Linked DNA regions of Sus scrofa: region 2 is linked to region 1. Evidence: chromatin contacts called from public HiChIP or PLAC-seq data. All regions are on one chromosome and are shown on one strand. Each heading gives the region's core, a stretch centred on a gene start, on an enhancer-like site or on the middle of the called end of the contact. The rest is flanking DNA. Distances are from core to core; before and after follow the strand shown.

Region 1 (3,640 bases), core at 434-2,933:
GTTAGTCGTTATAATGGATCAGAAAACAAAACTCACAACTACCCATTTAACTAGGTTTGCTTTAAAAACAAATGAAACAAAACCAGCCAGTGGACCATAACAATCACGGGCAATAAAAAGCCTAACTTAGAAGGTGGAATTTTATTTCAAGTTATTCTACAGGCAGCGGGGAAGGGCTGCCATTTTTATCTGGGTTGTGTCTAAGGGACTTAGCTGGGAAATCAGACAGGGAGACAGCCCCACTGGAAATAGAAGAGCCTGGAGACAGGGCACAGGAAACTTAGTGTTCCGAGAGCTCTGTGGGTTTGCAATTCTCCAGGCCAAACCAGAGAGGAGACAAAACCCCACTGGATCCTGTCCATCAAGGGAGGGGCCAGCCAAGGCCTGCTGTACACAGAAAGAGGATATGGTTCCTCATGGGCACATCCAGGTGACCCAGAAGATCCTCCCCCTTCCTCACCAAACCCCAACATCCCCCACATGCCTAGTGGAACAACCTGAAGGTTCGGAGTATGCTGACACCACTGCAAGTGCTGTCACATCAAGCTGCTGTTTTGCCTTAGCCCCCGGTACTGACTTCTCAGACTGCTGACTTAACAGATGAACGAGACCCAGGTCAGATACGTGTGGGTGTGTCAGGGGAAGAGCCCACGGAGTACCTGCCACAAACACCACCTGCCTGTTAAGGCTTCCTGTCAAACCTTCCTGTCTCACCTGCAGGATACAGTCCAGTCCAACTCATTAATCTGTTCACTCAGCAAATACTTGTTGCGCACTTACCACAGATAGGGAGTGGGCACTGCCAGGACTGAGGATGCAGCAGTGAGCAGGGTTCTGCTCCCTGAACTGGCATTCAAGTCCAGGGTTCAGGACCCCCATTTCACCCCCTCTAATACTGTCAGCCTGAACCCTGCCAGGACACTATCCTCCCAGCCCTCCAGGGCCCCTGCACTCCCACTGCCCTCCCACTCAGGGCACTCAGAGCCCTCCACTGCACTCAGCCGCACCCTTCATTCAAGGCACCAGCCTGGCTCCACCAGCAAGCTTTGCCCAGTCACTCCAGAGAACAATGATCTGCCCCTCACTTCTTCTCAATTCTGGTGAAATGAGCCAGCCACAATCACTGTTCTCAGTGGAGGCTTTTGCTGCCTGGACATACTCTCAGGCCATTAGACAGGCGGGCACCATATGCAATTCCTGGCTGCCTCCTGGCACATCAACCTCCAACTCTAATGAGCATAAAGAAGCATCAGCTGGAGATGGTGAATTAGTCTATCCAGACCTGGAATCCAGGCTAATTCAAGTCCAACTTGACAAACATGAGGCTTTATTTTTAGTAAGCAGCTGCTTACAGCACAGCTCACCATTCAGCACTGGTCCAGGGCCATCCCAGGGCTGAGAGCTATTATGATCTTCAGCTTTCCTATGGTATTAGCCCACAGTGTTAGATTACAGTTTACGTTTGAACGGACACAGTGTCTCTTCTTTGTATCCTCCATGGTAGTCAGCACAGGATCCAGGGCTTTCAGGAAGAATTCCTATCCTTTCTTCTTTTTGTTTTTCCTTATGACAAAGAAATAATGACCTCAAAGAATTGCTCTGTCTCATAATTGACGGCCCCAATAACGCAAGAAACTCTTCTGACTGGTATATAACAGACTTGTATCATTTGAGCATGTGGCTGTGCCCTAGGGATTCCAGATCTCAAGAGTGACTTGCCCTAAAGCAGCAGTGATATCCTTTTTAGATCCTTGGGCCTCAGCTAAGCAAGGCTCCCCGCCATGATTCTGAAATATTAGCAATACCAATGAAATTAAAACCACCCTCAGCAACCCTGAATCCCAGACCATCACCTGGGTCCTCCTGTGGGCTGGTTTGTTAGTGGTCATTTCCCCCTTGCCTAGGACCCCTGGGGAGTAACTGGCCCCACTGGGTAGAGACTGCTCACTGCCTGAGCCCTAAACTCCTACCTGACCATGAGGGTCCGAAAGAGCTGAATATGACTATCAAAGGCAGTATTTTCAGGAAAACACTGCATATATATTTTCATAAAGCAATATGACATTTTAAAATAATAATCCACTATGAGGTGATTAAAATTCCCAGAGACCTAAACTTATAGTATGGATCTGGTAAAAGGGGGCATATTGCATCCATAAAGGGATTGAAAGTGGTGAAATCAGAAGTTTTTGTTGTAATGGGAAAATTCCCAGTTCCTTGTGTTAAATTACATACTAAGATGTTTTGCTCAGTCTCACCCAAAGGAAATTAACTACTAATTAATTTAAGCAAATAGAGTCATTTTGCTATCCTGATATGCTTTCTTGGGACAATGAATACATGTGTTTCACAAGCATCATGATGTCTTAAAAGCAATTTCAAATGTCAAGGATGGGCAACTCTTAGATGGTTATGGTACCATCTCCTGGGGCCTCCTTCTTCTAAGCAGAAGGCAGCAAAATGCAAATGTAATGCAGTCTAATTGTCCAATATTCATATAGAAAACCTGAATACAAACCATAACTCTTCTCCCCATGCTAGAGAGCAAGTCTTCCACCAAACTCCATGAGAACATGACCCCAGGCTCTGGGTGCTACTGACTAACAGGCGATAAATACACAAGCACAAAGAAGAGAAGCAATATCTAAAGAAAAGATGTCCCAAATGCCCATGAATAAAGTTACACTGAATAAATCTATTTAGAACAGGTAACACCATTTAAAAGACATCAACTCATAGGATATTTTAATGAAATGGTAAATTTGAGGGAAATTTGTGAGTTTCCTTGAGAGCAAATTTACTAAATTTTTTGTTTTTTAGCTTTCCCAATCACAAAAAAAGGCCTGAACTTTTGGTTCTAAGGGAACTACAGGACCCCCAAAAGAATGCAAGATGGCCCCAGGGCTGCTCTCTGAGTTCCATCAACCAGCTCTGAACTGGGCTGAGCCTGCCACTGCTGGGTGCCAAGAAAGGGCTCTAGGGAGCAGTGCGGGGGTCCTGGTGAAAGGCCATGCTGCAGCCCAGAGTTAAGAACAAACAAGGAACCCAGGACTCAAACCCACTATGGGGAAAGAAATACAAGGGCTCCCTGCCCTTAAAGAAACTGACCCTCTGGTGGGAAAACTGGACCTTTACACACATCAGGTAAAGGTGTGAACTAAGGGAAGAAGAGGGTTGAGTATACATGGGCAATTCTTTTTTTCCCATGTTTTAAAATTTACTTTATTGAAATATAGTTGATTTACAATGTTGCTTTAATTTCTGCTATAGAGCAAAGTGATTCAGATATATATATACACATACACATACATATGTATATCCTTTTTCATATGCTTTTCCATATGGTTTATTATAGGTCATTGAATAAATACAGTTCCCTGAGCTATACAGTAGGACCTTGCTGTTTGTCCATTTTATATATAATACTTTGCATACACTATTCCCAAACTCCCAGTCCATCCCTCCCCTTTGGCAACCACAAATCTGTTCTCTTTATCTGTTCTTCAGATAAGTTCATTTGTGTCATATTTTAGATTCCACATGTAAGTAAAATCATATGGTATTTATCTTTCTCTGTCCGACTTCACTCAGTATGAGAATTATCTACCTGCATCCATGTTGCTGCAAATGGCATTATTTC
Region 2 (3,640 bases), core at 336-2,835, 140 kb after region 1:
GCGTAAAACCCTTAAAGCGTTGAAGGCCATGGAAAGGACTTTGAGTTGTTTTCTTTTTTTCTTTATTTTATTTGTGTACACATTTTATTTATTTATTTATTATATAATGATTTTTTTGCATTATTGCTCGTTTATAGCGTTCTGTCAATTTTCTACTGTACAGCATAGTGACCCAGTTACACATGCATGTATACATTCTTTTCTAAATGTGATGAGAAGCCAGGAGAGGGATTTGAGCAAGGGCATGACATGAATGACCTTTTATGAGGGTCGCTTTGGTTGCTGCATGAAAAATGGACTGAAGAGGCCAAGCAAGGAGAGACCATTTGGCGAGCTCTTGCCATTGTTCAGGTGAGGATGAGGGTCACTGGATCTAAGTGGTAAGAAGCGGTCAGGGTCTACATGCACTTTGAAGACAGAGCAACAGGGTTTGCAAACATACTGCACATGGAGCTTGAGAGGAAGGAAGTAGTCAAGGATAACACCAGGATAAGACCAAGGATTTTGGTCTGGGGAATTAAATGAGTGAAGCTGCCACTGGCTAAGATGCGGGGAATACTAGGGCAAGAGCAGGTTTGGAAAAAAGTCTTAGCAATGAAGACTTGTTTCAGACATATTAAGTTTAAAGACATATTAAGACATATTAAGACATATAAAGACATATTAAGTTTAAAGACACCAAATGGAGGGATAAAGCAAGCTTCTGGACTATAAGAGTTTTATTATCAAAAATGGGGCTAAAATTCAACATAAACTTAGTATTTCTCAAAGTATATTTTCTGTGTTACTAGTTTCATGTGCTCTTTAATGTTACATTGCATTTTCATTTCTTACCATGATTGGGTAAATGGTACCACAATAACCCTCCCTCCATAAACAACTCTAAAACTGAACAAAATCCAAAGGTGACTGTTTTTTAGGCCGTAGACAACAGATAGTACAAGACTGTAATCCCTGAAAGAAAGCAAACTTATAAAGTGAGGCTTTTTTTTTTTTTTTTTTTTTTTTCTTTTTTGACCACCCACATGGCCTATGGAAGTTCCCAGGCCAGGGATCAAATCTAAGCCAGAGCTGTGACCTATGCCACAGCTGCAGCAATGCTGGGTCCTTAACCCACTGTGCCACAGCAAGAACTCCCAAACCGAGCTTTTTGATTGCCCAAATCTCTGCCTTGAGAAAGTTTGCCAACTGACAGCAGGGAGCTGGAGTCCAAGCAGAACCCTGTGGTCAGTCTGAGCTGAGGAGGTAGAAATAACAGTCTGGGGCAGCTAAAGCGGGTTGGATCTGTGGGGTAAGATATAGCCAAGGAGGAACCTAGGAAAAGAGGGGACCCTAGAAGTCCCTATGGGGAGTCCTCAGGAATCCATTGATGATGGGTGGGCTGTCTGTGTGCAGAGAAAGACCAGACAGGAACTGCTAAGATTTTGAGTGGAGCAGAGAGAGCAGAGACAAACAGGGCTTGAGGACATTGGAGCCCAGGCCTGCCAGAGTGAAGAGTTCTTGTTTACACCTCATTAGCATCCTTGGCATCCAGCTAAGACACTGGAAAGCCTGCCCCTTAGGAGTAAGGACCAAGCCCTAGAGGAGCATCTGCTCTCAAGTCACTGTAACAAAGTCTAAAGCCAAGTCCCAACAAAGTTCACATGGTACAAAGAGAGTTGGGAGGCTGAGTCCTGCCAAGTTCGAATGGCTTGGGAAACATCTTGAACTTTCCATGTATCAGCACTAAACAAATATAAAACTAAGCCTGTGTGAGCTTGCAGTGACTGTTCATTAATGAAGCCTGCTAAAACAAGAATCAACACTCTTCAGAGAAAGACAGCAAAAGCTAATAGGATCTATCACAATGACTGAGAATCGAAAGATGTTAGACATGAAAACAAACAGGATAATATGATTATAATATGATAGTAATTTTTTTTTAGGAAGGCGGTTAATTTAACCACCTCTAAGATGGGTCAGATTTTAGAATTAGCAAAAAATTTTAAATTTAGAATTTAGCAAAAAAAAAGTCTAAAGTAGCTGTTAAACTTCTGTTCAAAGGATAAGAGGAAATATAATTTTGGTGAGTGAACAACAGATAGGGAATCTCAACAGAAAAATGAAAGCTAGGAAAAACAGAAATTCTTAAAGTGAAAAGTTAAAATGTTATTTTGAACTTAAAAAAAAGGGATTCTGGGAGTTTCTGTTGTGGCTCAGCGGTTTAAGAACCCAACTAGCATCCATGAGAATGCGGGTTTGATCCCTGGCCTCACTCAGTGGGTTAAGGATCTGGCGTTGCCGTGAGCTGTGGTGTAGGTCTCAGACGTGGCTCAGATCTGGTATTGCTGTGGCTGTGGCGTAGGCCGGCAGCTACAGTTCTGATTCACCACTTAGACTGGGAAGCTTCTTGTGCCGCGGGTGCGGCCCTAAAAAGAAAAAGAAAAGGGATTCTGTGCACAATTAAAACGGGAAACTTGTTTTAAAAGAGTTCAGTAAGGGAGTTCCCGTCATGGCTCAGGCGTTAACGAATCTGACTGGGAACCATGAGATTTCGGGTTTGATCCCTGGCCTTGCTCAGTGGGTTAAGGATCCAGTATTGCTGTGAGCTGTGGTATAGGTCCCACATGTGGCTCAGGTCTGGCATTGCTGTGGCTGTGGTGTAGGCCAGCGGCTACAACTCCGATTAGACCCCTACTCCATATGCCTTGGGAGTGGCGCTAGAAAAGGTAAAAAGACAATAAATAAATAAATAAATAAATAAATAAATAAATAAAAGAGTTCAATAGGTTGGCTTACTGCAGTACTTCTTAAAGCCTTTTGTGTGCTCACATGCATTGTATATGTACAAAAGAGATTATGAGGCCCAACGGTTTCCACATACACTTGACTACTCAGCTCCCTTCACCCTGCCACAGTGGTCAGGAGAACATATTTGAAGTTTGCCATTGAATTCATGCTCTTATCTCTTCTACCTGTGCCATCCCTATTCTGCCATGCACTCTCTTACCTTCGTGCCCTTGAAACACTATTTCCTCCACTTTGAAACTTTTGGCACATACTGATTAACTATTCAGCCCTTAAAATTTATTTTAAATATCCCCTTCTTTCTGAAGGCTTCCCAAACTCCCTCTCAAGAATCAGCCCCTCCATCGTCTAAGATTCCCTAGCACTCTGTAAAAGCATCTGCTGAATCATCGATTGCCATATTGCTTGCTTGCTTGCTTTATTTTGGTTTTTAGGGCCGCACTTGTGGCATATGGAAGTTCCCAGGCTAAAGGTCAAATGGGAACTGTGGCTGCTGGCCTACACCACAGCCACAGCAGTGCAGGATCCAAGCTGCATCTGTGGCCTACACCCCAGCTCACAGCAACACCGGATCCTTAACCCACTGAGCAAGGCCAGGGATCGAACCCGCATCCTCATGGATCCTGGCCGGGTTTGTTAACCGCTGAGCCATGAAGGGAACTCCCCAGATTTCATTCTAACTATGTGTTTGTATGACTCTCCTTCTTGTGATCTCCTTATAAAGGGGATCTGTCACCTCCTTGAGGTCAGTGATGAATCTGACTCATCTTGATGTCTTTAGCATACAATAGGAGGCTAGGGTTGTCAGCATCAGAAGTGTCTGTTGAGTGAGCAATGTCTTAGTTCAGCAGAT

The links. HiChIP or PLAC-seq counts read pairs in DNA pulled down with a chosen protein or histone mark.
Region 2: an H3K27ac HiChIP or PLAC-seq map of skeletal muscle shows a contact between it and region 1. The contact joins two enhancer-like sites. A contact is called at or near these places in 1 of 47 Hi-C or Micro-C datasets (psoas muscle) and 1 of 2 datasets of contacts at active chromatin or transcription factors (skeletal muscle).

What each region holds. Positions count from the first base shown.
Region 1 is chr3:56,110,313-56,113,952 of Sscrofa11.1, forward strand. The region is part of intron 7 of VWA3B (von Willebrand factor A domain-containing protein 3B); the gene reads right to left. Among named protein-coding and RNA genes, the nearest start is that of VWA3B, 61 kb to the right of the region's middle. Within about 2 kb of position 1,684, at least 3 of the 83 cell types and tissues checked have an H3K27ac peak or open chromatin away from gene starts, as enhancers often do. A contact at or near this core is called in skeletal muscle, where this site is marked.
Region 2 is chr3:56,249,941-56,253,580 of Sscrofa11.1, forward strand. No RefSeq gene overlaps it. Among named protein-coding and RNA genes, the nearest start is that of TMEM131, 25 kb to the right of the region's middle. Within about 2 kb of position 1,586, at least 4 of the 83 cell types and tissues checked have an H3K27ac peak or open chromatin away from gene starts, as enhancers often do. A contact at or near this core is called in skeletal muscle, where this site is marked.